Regions from separate parts of the Mus musculus genome. Here region 2 is linked to region 1. Evidence: chromatin contacts called from public Micro-C data. All regions are on one chromosome and are shown on one strand. Each heading gives the region's core, a stretch centred on a gene start, on an enhancer-like site or on the middle of the called end of the contact. The rest is flanking DNA. Distances are from core to core; before and after follow the strand shown. Region 1 holds the start of Homer2 (homer scaffolding protein 2). Region 2 holds the start of Sh3gl3 (SH3-domain GRB2-like 3).

Region 1 (6,728 bases), core at 339-2,838:
TCACTGGTTTTGTGTCACCCGAGGGGGAGGGGCAGAGGAAGAGTTAAAATCACCAGGTCCTTTTACCTTCCACGTGTGCCAACTCCTTCCCAAAGCTTTTGTTTTTTAACTATGAAACCTGAGCGTCTCAAAGATTCCTTCTGCTCAAAGATGAGTTCTTTCATATCTGCTGAGAGATGGCTGAAAATGTTACAAAAATCTGCCTTCTGGGTAGGATGACTGTCTATCTCTGGCCTCCCAGTCGTCCAACATAAGTCTCTTGGATAGGCATCAATATTCCTAAGCAAACTTCCGATGGGCCCTCTGTCCCCCTTGTTCCATCTTGGCGTCCACAGCCATCTGCTCTCCTACCCGGAGCTCTACCTTGCTTGCCTCTGCTCCCTCCAAAACTCTACCAGCTCCACGGAGAAAGCCACTCCTGAGGCTTGTCTGGAGCTAAGCACAGTAAAGCCACTGCCCCATAGGGGCTGGTGGGGCCACCAGGGCGATCATGACTCTTCCCATGGCACCCATCCCCAAAGGGAAGCTAGTTCTCTAGACCACCTACACAGCAGAGGCCTCTGGGCCCCATGAAAGGCTGTTTGAAGAACACTGGGCTCAGCAGCAGAAGACAGACCTCTGATGTCCTTAACCATCCTCATGGCCAGTCAGGCAGTGGCCTAGCTTCTGCCGGTGAGCAACCACACACTAAGTATTCCCCTTTTACAAATGTATCAGCTGTTCAAGCTGGGAGAAGTCTCCCAACTAAACCGGCCTCAGTTTCCTCTTGTGGAGAGCAAGCACACAAACCATATCTCGCATAGAGACTGAAACACCATGAGTGTGCGCTCACATCGGCGAGCAGATGTAAAGAGTTACTGTGTTATTAGCACAGTGGCTCCTGACTCACAGCGCCTACTGCTCGGAGAGACGCCGAAGAGAAATCAATCCTGCTTTTAAAATTACTTTATATACTCAGGAGCATTAGTCACTTCAACTGAGTGCTCCAACTTCCCTCCCAAGCATCTGGAGCCTCACCTAGGTGCCTAACAGATTGTCGCATCTCAACGCTGCCTACAAGTCCACTATTCCTACGCTGAAGGGTTATTATTGGGTGTGTTTCCTTTCCAGGAAAACTTCGATTTCTATGTCGCTGGCTGTAAATGCAGCCGTGAAGAAAGGCAAACTGCTTTTCACACTCACAAACCCAGGCCCTGGAGTTGCTCGCGCTAGGGGCAAGGAGACCGCGGAATGGCCGAGGCGCCGAGACCAGCCCGGGTGCGGGTCCCCGCCAGGTGTCTCCGCGCCCGGCTGGCTGAGACGGGAAGGGCCGTGGGCTCCAGGCGCAAAGTCCGCGCCCAGGCCGGGGGCGCCCCGAGCTCCCGCCGCAGCACGCGACCGGCGGCCCGTAGCCCCTCGCGGGCGCTCCGCGAGCTCACTCACCCCATCTCCGGCGCTGCTCGTGCGGCCGCTCCGACGGGGCCCCTGGCGTTCGCTCTCCGCCCGCTCGGCAGCTGCTCCCCGCGCGGCACATGCGGCGGCCCGAGTGCGCCCGGCTCAGCCCCGGCGCCGTTCCATTCCGCCGGCTGCGCGGCTGCTCTGCCGGTGTCGGGGCCGCCGCCAGGCGCGGGCGGGCGGGAGGGCGGGGGCTGGGCGGCCGGGGGCTGGGCGGCCGCGCTCGGGCGGAGCCGCCGGTCCCTCCCGCCCGCTCCTTACGTAACCTCGTGGCCCCCGGGCCGCCGCCGCCCGCCTGGAGCTGGGGGCGCGGCAGCGTGTGCAGCGTCCCCCGCGCTGCCGCGCAGTCGCCGCTTCTTCCAGCAGCCCCCTCCTCTCCTGTGTCGACCCCGCACCCGCGCGCCCTGCCAAGCTTGGCGCCGCGCCTCGGACGGGATGTCCCACCTGCTGGACTTGAAGTCGCAGCTGGCAGGGACTTTTTGGCCACCTTTAGTTTGCAGATGAGGGAACCGAAGCCCCCCAGGGAGGAGAAATGATGTGACCAAGGTCACAGTCTCAGATTAGATCTCACGTCTCCAGAGTCTGAGATGGGCAGGACCACGATTTGCTCCCCACCCCATTTAATGCCCACCTTCGTCTTCCTGCCCACCTGTCTGGCTGAGTGGCCTTAAAATCCTGGAGGGTAAGATGGCAAGGAGGATTCTGTAGCCCAAAGCAGGTTCCCTGAACTCTTCCCTGGGTAAAGACAGAAACGCACACCCTCAGCATAGCGAGTTGGCAAAATTTGAGAGGCTTCCTTAAGCTTGGCTATGATTCCCTACCAAAGGCCAGCACTGGAGCCAACCTAACCATCACCCCACACTGGGCCTTCCACGGGATTGTCTTCGGCTGAGCACACATTGCCCACACAAGCCTGGCATCTCTGGACAGACAGGGACTGGGAGGAGAAGGCAAGGACAAGCAACTGGAATAGGGCCACCACCGTGCCCCTGCCCTCATTTCCCTTCAGGCCACTGTGACTAGCTACCTAGCTCCTTCACCTCACAAGAGCACCCACCCCATTTCTAAACGGTGGTCAGTAATTTCTGAAATACAAGTTGATCTGAGGCTCCCCTCCCACTGTCCTTGGGATGAGCCTGGCCAGTCCACTACCACCTCCAGCCCTCTCACTTTGCCCTTGCTCGCCGCACTCCAGCCAGCTGGCCATTCTCTCAGCCTACCCACGTGCTCTTCTTTCTGTCTGGGAAGATTTTTTTCCCCTTCATTCCTACATGTGCTTCAGATCACTGTTACACTGTCGCGTCCCTTAGGGGCTTAACCGAAGGCCGTGGATGGCATTGTTCCGGTCCATTTTTCTTCCTTGCACTTACTGTTAGTAGTATCTCGTGTAAAATTATTGGTTTAATATTCCAGACACACCTGCAAACTCTTAGAAAGATGTGGCTTTTTGCCCATAATTGTAACCTCTACTACCTACAATGGGAATTCAAAGTCTTCCACCAATATTTGTTGAATGAATAAGTAAACAGACCAAGCCCTATCTATACAAAATTGGTCAGGATCTGTGCACACAGGTGACTCTGTTTAGAGCCAAGACTAATGAACAGTCAGCCCCAGAGGAAGTTCTTCTAACACAAGCTGAATTCCAAAGACCAGGGCTGTGCCAAGGTGCTGAAGGGAAGGGGTCACTGGTAAAGTCCCAGAAAGAAGCCAGAAGTAGGAGGATCAAAAGCAGGAGCCAGCAAATGTGTGTTAGGGGTATGGAAAACAAGACTCTGAGCAAAGGAGCCCAGTGGTGTTCAAGCCCTGGCTGGGAGGTCCATCTCTTTGCTCCTCAGATAGACAGGGTGCACCCACATCACCTTGGCAGGATGCAATGAGGCCAAGCAGGTGGGGTGGTGAATCGCAGCCAGTGCTCTGTGGTTAAATTGGCTGTCCTCTGTGTAGAAGGCTCTGAGGGAAGAGAGAGAGGAAGGGTGGATCAAACTCAAGGTCTGGGAAGGGATGTGCTTTCTTCACCTTCTCCAAGCTACTCTAGGAAGAGGGGTGTGGAGAAAGTGGACTCTGCTACTCTTCTCCTCTCCTTCAACCCAAGGCTTCCCGGGCAGTTCTCTCTGATGGCTCCCTACTCCGTCTCATTTTCTCGAGTCATCTTCACTGCACTCTCTCATCATCTTGGACTCTTCCCAAGAGATGGGCATTCACTTCCCAGTTAGAGGTCTTGCTGGCAAACACTTACTGTGGAGCATCACTCCTCCCTGTGATCAATACCCTAGTTGACAATGGAGAAGGCTGAAAGGAAGAGACTCTGTGCCCGTGGCTAAGGCCAGGCTAGAGAGAGTCTACATAGGCCAGTTAGCTGGGTATAAAAGGTGCCGGTGGTGAGGACAAAGCTGAGAAAGAAAGACCGTGGTCTTGGAGAAAACAGGGGAGAGTGTGATCTGAGCCTAATAGATGAACTAGTCCTGGAGAAGGGAAGAGGTTTTGCCTCAGGCAGGAAAGGCTGGGGCAAGATTTACCTGGAGAGCCTCTGAGGAAGCAAGGACACCTAGTGAGCATGCAGGAGAGAACAGATAGGAGAGAAGTAAAATTAGAAACAGAAGAATTGGGGCTAGAGAGATGGCTCAACCATTAAGAGCTCTGACTGCTCTTCTGACGTTCCTGAGTTCAAATCTCAGCAACCACATGGTGGCTTACAATCATCTGATAATGAGATCTGACACACTCTTCTGGTACTGTCTAAAGACAGCTACAGTGTACTTAGATATAATAATAAATACAGAGTTGAGCAGGCTCAACTGAATTCAAATTCCAGCAGCCACATGATGGCTCACAACCATCATCAGTACAGCTACAGTGTACTCACATACATAAAACTAAATAAATCTTAAAAAAAGAAAAAGAAAAGAAAAGAAACAGAAGAATTACAGCCAAACACTAGGCAGAGCCAGGGGAACCCCATAAGAAGACAGGGAGAAAGGATTGTGGGAGCCAGAAGGGTCAAAGATATCAGGAGAACACAGCCCACAGAATCAACTAAGCAAGGTTCATGGAGCTCACAGACACTGAAGGGACAATCAGATCCTGTATGAGTCTGAACTAGGGTCTCTGCATATATGTTATAATTGTGTAGCTTGGTGTTCTTGTAGGACTCCTAACAGTGTGTGGGGGGGTGTCTTTTGCCTGCTCTTGGGACCCTTATCCTCCTACTGGGTTGCCTCATCCAGCCTTGATATAAGGGTTTGTGCTCAGTCCTATTTTACCTTGCTTTGCTGTGTTCGGTTGATATCCCTACTCCTAGGGATATTCTTTTTCTGAAGAAAAATGGAGAAAGGGTGGTTCTCGGGGAGAGGAGAGGTCAGGAGGAATGGAGGAATGGAGGGAATGGAAACTGTAAGAGTAATAAGAAAAAAAAACCATAAACATAGGAGTTGGGAAAAAATTTTAAAAACAGAGTGTTAGACAAAGCTGTAGTTGGAAATAGGGCGAGTGCTGCTTCTGAAGGCTGGAGGCCACACTCTGACCACCATAAGCTCAGGGACTCAGAACATTTGTCATTCTGTGCGGGTATCAGATCTGGTGATCACTGGGCACAGACCTTGGGCTGAGGATTCTGCGTCCTAACTGGACCAGATCAGATAACCTTGAAGAGCTTGTCAGCAAGCTATAGCCAAGTCAGTAAAGTAAGGAAATGAAGGGACGGCTGCAGCTCAGTGGCAGCATGCTTGCCTGCATCCCCAAAGCCCTGAGCTCCACTACTAGTGTCACAACAAATGGAAACAGAGCAGCTCCCTCGTGCCTACTAGCTCGCCAGAGACTCCTGGGCAAAGAAGCACCATGCAGACTCTGTGCCTAGCAAGCTAGTAGTACTCCATAACTTGCTGGCTTCTTGCTCTCAAGGGCTAGCTTCTGGAGATGCGAGGCAGGAAAAAGGTAAGTTGAGCCTCTGAGACATCTTTAAAGTTATGACTACTACTAGTTGTAGTAGTAGCAGTAGCGGTAGTAGAAGTACTTATTGTGTGTGCATGCTTTGTTCAAGTGCAGATATTCATGCTATGGTGCACATGGTGTAGACAGCTTTAGGAAGTCCTTCCCTTCTGCTGTGAGTTCTGGGTATTGAACTTTACCCACTGAGCCACCTTGCCAGCTTCACTTAAAGCATCCTGTCTTTCCAAAAAAAATAATATTAAGAAGAACATGGCCCCAAACGACAGAATTCCAGCTGTAATCCCAGCACTAAGGAGGCTAAGGAAGATCACTACAAGTCCAAGGTCAGTCTGGGCTATGCTGTGAGATGTTCTCCCTAAACAAACAGAAACAAACCAACCTGACTTGGTATAGACGGTGTCAAAGGATACAGATGTTCCAGGCATGGTGGCATGTGCTTGCAATCCCAGCCACTCAGAGGCAGAGGCAGGAAGATCCAGGCCAATCAGGGCTGAAGAGTGAGACTTTCACTCCTGCCGCCCCCCAAAAGGATATACAACAATGGTGAGATGTATAAAATAAATATATGTAGGATGGTTTAAACTACCATCACCATCTCCTATGCTCCACATAAGGATAGGCAGAACTTAGTGACTTGATTCCAAAGAATAAGATATGGAAAGTGGAACAGTTCCTCGATAGTGAAAGCCCCTGGCAGCTGCTGTCTTAACCACAAGACTAGCCAAGGTTACTATCACCAGTGATGTCTCGTGGACGTTATATACTTCTTTTGAGAGGGTATGACAAAGAGGGCCTTCACTTATGTGGTATTTCCCTCCGAATCCATAACACCAGTCTGTTCATGAGAAGTACTACAGGCAGTGTTAATGTGAGAAACCGTTTGTAAATGCCTGGCCAATTCTCAAAGCTGTCATGGTCATCATGTACAAGAGAAGATGGGAGAGCTACCAAGACCAGAGGAGACTATGGAATGTGGCAACTACCAATATGGTATCTAGATTAGATCCTGAAAGGAGAAAACCTGATTAAATCTTGAGTTGTCCAGATGACTCATTGGGTAGAGGTGGTTGCTAAACAGACCTGGAAACTGACATTCAGTCTCCAAAAACACGTAAACAGGAGAGAACTCTTACTCTACACATGTGTTCTGACCTCCCATGTACACCAAGGCATGCAAGCCTCCCTGCCCCCACAAAAAATAAATACAACTTAAAAAAAAATCTAAAACTTACAAATCTAGAGTTTGTTAATAATGTAACCCTGTTGATCCCTTACTTAAATAACAAAGGTCTCGTGGTAATATAAGATGTTAAAAGGGGAAACTGGGCAGCCAAAATACCTTATCC
Region 2 (6,761 bases), core at 2,645-5,144, 470 kb after region 1:
GAGTTGGATCTCATGGAGGCATTTCCTCAACTGAAGCTCCTTTCTCTGTGATAACCCCAGCTGTGTCAAGTTGACACAAAACTAGCCAGTACAGTAATCATATAAAATTAGCAAAAAAAAAAAAAAAAAAAAAAAAGAACAAACTTGCTTACTATCTTTAGCTTGATAGTTTAAGACTTGGCTTAAGAGATAATAGGTTAGTATTTCACAACATTAGTTAGGATGCTTTCTTCCCTCTCCATCTCATCTACCCAGGATCTTTGAGGTCATCACCCTGCCCCCAGAGAGATGTGAGTCCATACAACCAAACACAAGAGCTGTCAGTATCCACAGATGCCAAAGCTGGTGCACAGACAATGTACAGAAATGTGGATGCAAGTAACCAGCATTCTATGCACCAGGGGGGAGTCATGGACCATGGGAAAGATGCCTAAGGAAACATTGTATCCAGAGATGGGCAACTTTCCTCGTGCACAGTCCAACCTAAGACATGGGGCCGGGTGGCGATAGGGTTACCCTATGACAGGTAAGGCTGTGACATTAGAGGAACGACCTAAAACAGGAGCCACAGCGGATGGGCATAATTGCACAGGCCTAGTCCAGCCTCATTTTATTAAAACAAACAGGGGGAGATGTGGGAAGCCACATGTGCCATTGTGAGTGGCACTGACTACTGCTGGCCACCACGCATAAGTTTGGACAAACAACCAATGTGTACATATGCAGTAAAGTTTTTTGCAAAGACACTGCCTGGCCCGGGCATGATAATGAGACTTTGAGAGTATAACCAATCAGATGTGAGACATGCAAATGAGGTATGATAATGAGGCTCTGTGAGGTACAGAGAGAGAGTAGCCAATCAGATGAGGAACATGCAAATGAGGCGTAGTGCATAACCAATCTGGGTGTGAGACATGCCTCTCCTAGGCCTATATAAGCAGCACCAGTTCTGGGCTCGGGGTCTTTTAGCCTCTGCAATCAAGCTCTCCCAATAAATGCGTGCAGAAGGATCCTGTTGCAGCGTCGTTCTTGCTGATCGAGTCCGGCGAGCGCAAGAAAAGCCTAAAAGTTATCTGCTCTCCAGTGCTTTGCTCACATTGTGACCCTGTCTATTGCTTCTTATATCTGAGAGTTTTGCTTTACAGGCTAAAGCTATCTGCTCTCCAGTGCTTTGTCCACCTGTGACCCTGTCTGTTGCTTCTTATATCTGAGAGTTTTGCTTTGCATGCTTCAAAACTGTTGTGTTCTGTCATTTTTTGATTGTCATGTCATCAGTGTTTACCCCTTTTATCTAAATAAAAGAACTATTTCATCCTATTAGCAGTTCTTTTGATTTTCAATATTTATATCCCAACTTTTTATATATGCTCCATATATCTTAATTGATGCATTATTTTTGTTAGTGGCTATTAATTTTATGAAATAATAGGTTTCATTGTAATATTTCATACATGTGTAAAATGTACTTTCATCATATTTAGTCCCCATTACCCTGTTCAATAGTCAAGAGCATTTGAATATGGCCTCTAAACAGAAGCTCTACAACCTTGGGTAGCTGAGGGGTAATGATGCTGTGAAGAGCAAGCCTTGAGATGGCCAATGTGGTTTAAGCTAACTGCAAGGCCACTACTCCTAGCTTGAATCACACTATTTCAAACCTCTGCTGTACATATGTAAAGTGTAAAAATCTTCAAGACACTATTTGATCATAGTAGCAAAAGTCTAACATACATTGAATTAAAAGCTCTTAACAAGACAAAAGTAGTTTAAAAATTTTTTTTAAATAACATTTGGACCAAAAAAGAAACCAAAAGAATGGTCAAAAATTGTTTCTATAAAACAAGTAGAACATTCATGTTTTTTATAAAGGCAAGGCACAAAATCCAAGTCCTTGTTAGCTCAATATCTGCTTGTTATAAATAACAAAGAGTAAAGTGGGTAGAATATGTAAATGCTTTTATAAGAGAAGGATCCCTGAGTTTAAAAATGATAAACAATCTACAAGTCTGCATTTGAATAAACCAAGAAGATAGATTTCCACAATTGATTTCCATGTAAGGAAACTTAACTATTCTATTGTAATGGTTAGCTTTGCTTATCAACTTGACAGGATTTGGAGTCACCTAGGAGACACACTTCTGGATGCGCCCATGAGGGAGTTTTCAGAGAGCTTTAACAGGAAGGAAAACCTCCCTGAATGGCTGCCATTATCTCATGGCTGGGGCCCAAGACTGAACAGAAAGGGATGAAGGAGATAATGAGTTAGTAATAGAGTTTCTTCTCCCTGCTCACTGACTGTAGATGCAGTGTGACCAGCTGCATCATGGCCCCCATGATCCCATAGCCTCCCACCCACTGGAATTTGCCCCACTCCCCATGGTGGAAAGGTCCATTCAAATTGGGATTTACCCCTCAAATCAGAACAAACCCAAATGAAATCTGCACAAACCTAATAGATCTACCAGCCATGGAAGAATGCCAGTCACCAACTTCAAAAAGAACCTGACTCCTCAAGGGGGCACGGGTTGAGGCTGTGCCGTTTAAACTTCTATTGGGCACAGAGGTCAGCAGCTGAACATCTCCTACCCAGCCACAGACTAGTCCAGGACAAGGGAGACCATCTTCCCCTAAACCTTTAGTGGGGATGGGATAGCAGAGGAGACTGGGCATTTTGCTGTGGTCACCACTGTCACACCACCTACCTCTGTCTGGTGTCAGTAAGCCCTTGGCTAACTAGGACAAAGAGTGTTGAGTCACATTTAGTAACCTTGTCCCACCACTCATGCTTGTTAAGATGGCCACATCTTCTCCCATATCAGAGGCAGGGCACTGTTGACACCACACTTTCCTAGTCATTGTGAGCAAACCTAGGCATAGAGAGCTGTAGGTGTTCACCCTGTCACACTAGGGTGAAGCTCTGAGGAGTCAGGCAGGCCTGGGAGGCAGGCGCTGAGGCTTCTGGAGACATGCCAGAGCCAAATAGAAGCCCGGATACAGGTGTGAACTGCAAGTGCTCAGGACGACAGGAGTGTTGATGATCCCAGACCCGGTGACGCCGGGAAGCGTCCACAGAATGTCATTTCTTTTAGGTAGAGACTGAAAGTTGCACAGTGTTCGTGTCGGTGTGAAGCATTGCTGAAATGGATTGAAGACATTAGGAGCCACGGGGCCTTTGAAAGGTCAGATTCAGGGAAAATAGTAGACGTGTTGGTGGCACACGAATTAATGCAAAGCTCCTTTTCTGTGACTGGGTTCTGTTCAGTGAGGACCTCTAGACCCCGTGGAAAGGATCTTGTATAAAGGACTCTCCTGGAGACCAGTCTGAACAATTCTCTGGTAAGTAGTGGAACGGAAGGTCCTGTTTTTGGTATGTTGTAGACTGGCTCTTGGTGTGCCTGGTAAGAAGAGGCTCAGCTCACATAACTCTCTCCCAGGGAGCCCCAAACCGCTCCGGCAGACTGGCTAAGAACACAAGTAACTTCTCACAAGCAGGTTTCTCCGTCTAACTACAGTTCCCGGTTCCTCTAGTGTTTCTTCTCTCCTTGAGAACACATCCCAGCGTCCCTTCCTCACAACACACGTCTATCTAAAGCTCTCAGGGATGGGGTTTGGGGAGGGGAGATCTTGCTACCAGTGAGTAAAACCAGGTTTTCCACCAAGTCCCTGAAGAGCAGAGAGACCTCGCGTCCAGAACAATCACAGAGCCAGCTGTATCCCAAGTCTTCCGAAAGAAGTCCTGAGAGGCTCTCCTTATCCCAGGGACATCCCACGGCCAGCCCTTCCACTGGTCCTCTTCTTGGCTCAAGAGCTCCTGGTCGCCACGCAACAATGAAGCGTGGGCGGTCCTAGAAGCTTCATTTGCATGCTGCCGAGGCTCGACCAATGGGCTGCGTTGGGGCCTCGAAACACGGTGTTGCTATCTGCGCGAGCGCCTGTGCCAGTGTGACAGCGCCGTGGCCGTGGCCGTGGCCGTGGGGCGCGCGGGGACCGCCCGGGGTGCCCGCTCCGCTCAGCGTCCGGGCCGCGTGGCCCGGCGGAGCCCCGAGACCACCCCCGGGCGGGGCGCCGCCGCGATGTCGGTGGCTGGGCTCAAGAAGCAGTTCCACAAAGCCAGCCAGGTAGGGAGGCGCGCGCGAGGGGTTTCTGGAGGCGGCGTCCCCAAGGGGTTGCGGGCCATGGACTCGGGGTCTTCATCGGCTTCCTTCGGACTGGGTTTCTGGTCGGCTAGGAGGGCGCGGGGGGCGAGTAGCGGTCGCGCGCTCTGGGCTGCGCGTGTTGGTGCCTCCTCCCCCGAGTCTCGGGTCTCCCGCTGCGCCCTGGCGGTTGTAAATCTGAGCAGTTCGGCTGGCAAGGGATCGGAGGTGGTGGGCTTGGGGATGTGCGCCCGGAGGAGAGCTTTTGGGACCAAGACCGTGGTAGGCCTCCCTCCTGCCCCGGAATCTCTCGTCTGTCCGTTGGGACCCCCACCCCCACCCCCCGCACCCAGGACGCTCTTCTTGCGCCCTGGCTGGGACCCGGCAGTCTCTGTTTTGGCTTTCCAGGGGTTGGGGCTCATCGCTGTGGTCCTTCCCTTGCCGGCCGTCTTCACTGGGTTGGTTCGAGGTTGGCACCAGGCTCCTGCTCTCTCAAAGAGACAGTGTGATGAGGAGACCCAAAACACACACGTAAACAAACCGAGCTAGACACGCCTCCGCGGAAGAGGATGGCAGGTGATTCAGTGGGGGCTTCATGGGAAGCTTCCAGGAGGTGAAGACAGGGCATTTGGGGATTAAGCTTGAGAAAGGATTGTGTCTATGGATTGTTATAGGAAAAGGAGGGCTTTCTGAGCAGAGGAATCTGGAAACAGGGACACAGGAAAGTGTGTGTGTGTGTGTGTCACAAGCAAATTTGCTTTCTAACACTATACTCTTCACCAATGGTAGAGCCTATGTTGTAAAACCTGTTCACCAGCACCTGCGGAATTGTTGCCCTGCCCTCATTTCTTTCCCAGCCTCAGTTTTGCTGAAACCCAGGTGGACTTCATTGCATCTTAAGTCCACGTCGGTGGCGATGTCCCACTCAGGCTTTTCCTTCATATCGATCTTGAGATTGCAGCTGGCCTTAGAAAAATCTTTTTTTTTTTTCTATTCCAGGCGGAAAGACACTGCTAGTCCCTAAGTCACAGCTGGTCCACAAGGAAGCTAAGTGATGGCTGTTCTCAGCAGGGGACATAGGGCAGACAGTGATGCTATTCAGGATGTTAGAAATCCTGGAGGAGAAATCCTGAAATGCTGGGTGAGAGCAGAGATGGTGGATTCGTTGTTGTTTCTATAGTACTTACAAAAGTCTGTGGGATATTTCAGTTGTTACTGGCCTTTGGGCCATTGGCATATCTTATTCTGGAGTGTCTAAGTGATTTTGGGGAAATTCCAATTAAAATGAACATTTTAAAAAGGGAGAGCTGAGGCTAGTGGAGTCGCACACAGTAGTATATAAAGAGAGACTCTAGGGGGTGCTACACTCACCACAGGCACTGGCCACATTTGGACAGTGTTTTAGCCCAGTGCTTGATGAGTAGTGAGCACTTTATAAATGTATGTGTAATAAATGGACAATAGTGGGTTCAGAAGCAATAACTGCTATCACAAGATCATGGGAGGGGGCAGTCGAGTCATACAGAGGGTGGGTAAGCTGTCAGCTTCTACTTCTTTGGTAATGCTAGAGCAGCCAGGAGACCCAGAGTCTCTGTGGGCAAGGCCATGCTAGAGTAACTGCTGGACATGATTGTTACATTGTCGTGCTTAGCCCTAGCAGAAAATGAGGCGCTTGCTCTCTCTCTTTCTCCCCCCCCCTTCTTGGATATGGACTTTATAGGAGCAGCCTTGTGATCACACAGACTGAGTCCTTAGGCGCTTCAGGATGGCTTCTGACCATGGAGCAGAGTGGGTGGTTGAAATCATTGGACTTTACTGGATTTGGGGAAGTATACTGTGTCAGGAGGCTTGGTTCTATTCTTTACAATCAATCAAATCAAACTAGCAGGAGGCCTTCCAGGGGTCACCATTGTCCTTGGGGCAGGTGTGTTCTTACCCAGGCTCTATGCTTTTCCTGCCTGTCTCTGAAATATTTCGTACTTCATTTGACCAGAGAGAGTTTACATACTCTCTCTGGACTTACCAACATGGTGTGGTTAAGAGTACCTGACAGATAAGTTTCAAACCTGTTCTAGATATTTCCGTACTTCCCGCTCTTCTCTCCCCCACATCCAGGTCTTACATAGCCCACCCTAGCCTCAGAGCGGCTACACGGCCAAGCGTGATTGCAAGCTTCTGGGGCCCCACTTCTATCCCTCCAGGGCCCAGGATACAAGAGGGAGCACTCTGCCCAGTTTACACTGAGCTGAGGACTGAACCCAGGGCTCCACACATGCCAGGCAAACACTCTCCTGTCTGAGCCGCATCCCCACCCTCAGACTTCTAGAAGTCTTTCTTAGAAATTATGCAGTACAACCAGCTTGGAGAAATTAGGTTTTGTTTAATTTAATACAAGGGAGCAGAGTAATAAAGAATGCCAGATGTCCTCCAACAGTGTCTCCACAGCGGGCTTTAATTCATTTGGAGCTTTCCCGGGGCAGGGAAAGGGAGTCCCGAATGACATCAGTGGCTAATAATTCCCAGGGATTCAAGGCTGGCTCCTTGCCATGATCAGTTCTGCAACCTTGGAAATGTGACTTAACCCAACTTGGCCTCCTTGGCTTTCTCTCTGCATGATGTATGAGAGGA

The links. A called contact is a pair of places that touch in the nucleus more often than the background predicts.
Region 2: a Micro-C map of embryonic stem cells shows a contact between it and region 1, with 8 times the contacts expected there. The contact joins the promoter of Sh3gl3 here to the promoter of Homer2 in region 1. A contact is called at or near these places in 1 of 39 promoter capture datasets (pre-B cells), 1 of 484 Hi-C or Micro-C datasets (embryonic stem cells) and 2 of 9 other capture datasets (adipose tissue and liver).

What each region holds. Positions count from the first base shown.
Region 1 is chr7:81,705,337-81,712,064 of GRCm38.p6, forward strand. It overlaps Homer2 (homer scaffolding protein 2), which reads right to left and starts at 1,589. Exons shown (of 9, transcript NM_001164086.1): 1 at 1,423-1,589. The coding sequence starts at 1,427. It overlaps Gm32579 (a long non-coding RNA gene), which reads right to left. Exons shown (of 2, transcript XR_391652.2): 2 at 2,816-3,387.
Region 2 is chr7:82,170,902-82,177,662 of GRCm38.p6, forward strand. Sh3gl3 (SH3-domain GRB2-like 3) reads left to right here and starts at 3,895. Exons shown (of 9, transcript NM_017400.7): 1 at 3,895-4,118. The coding sequence starts at 4,074.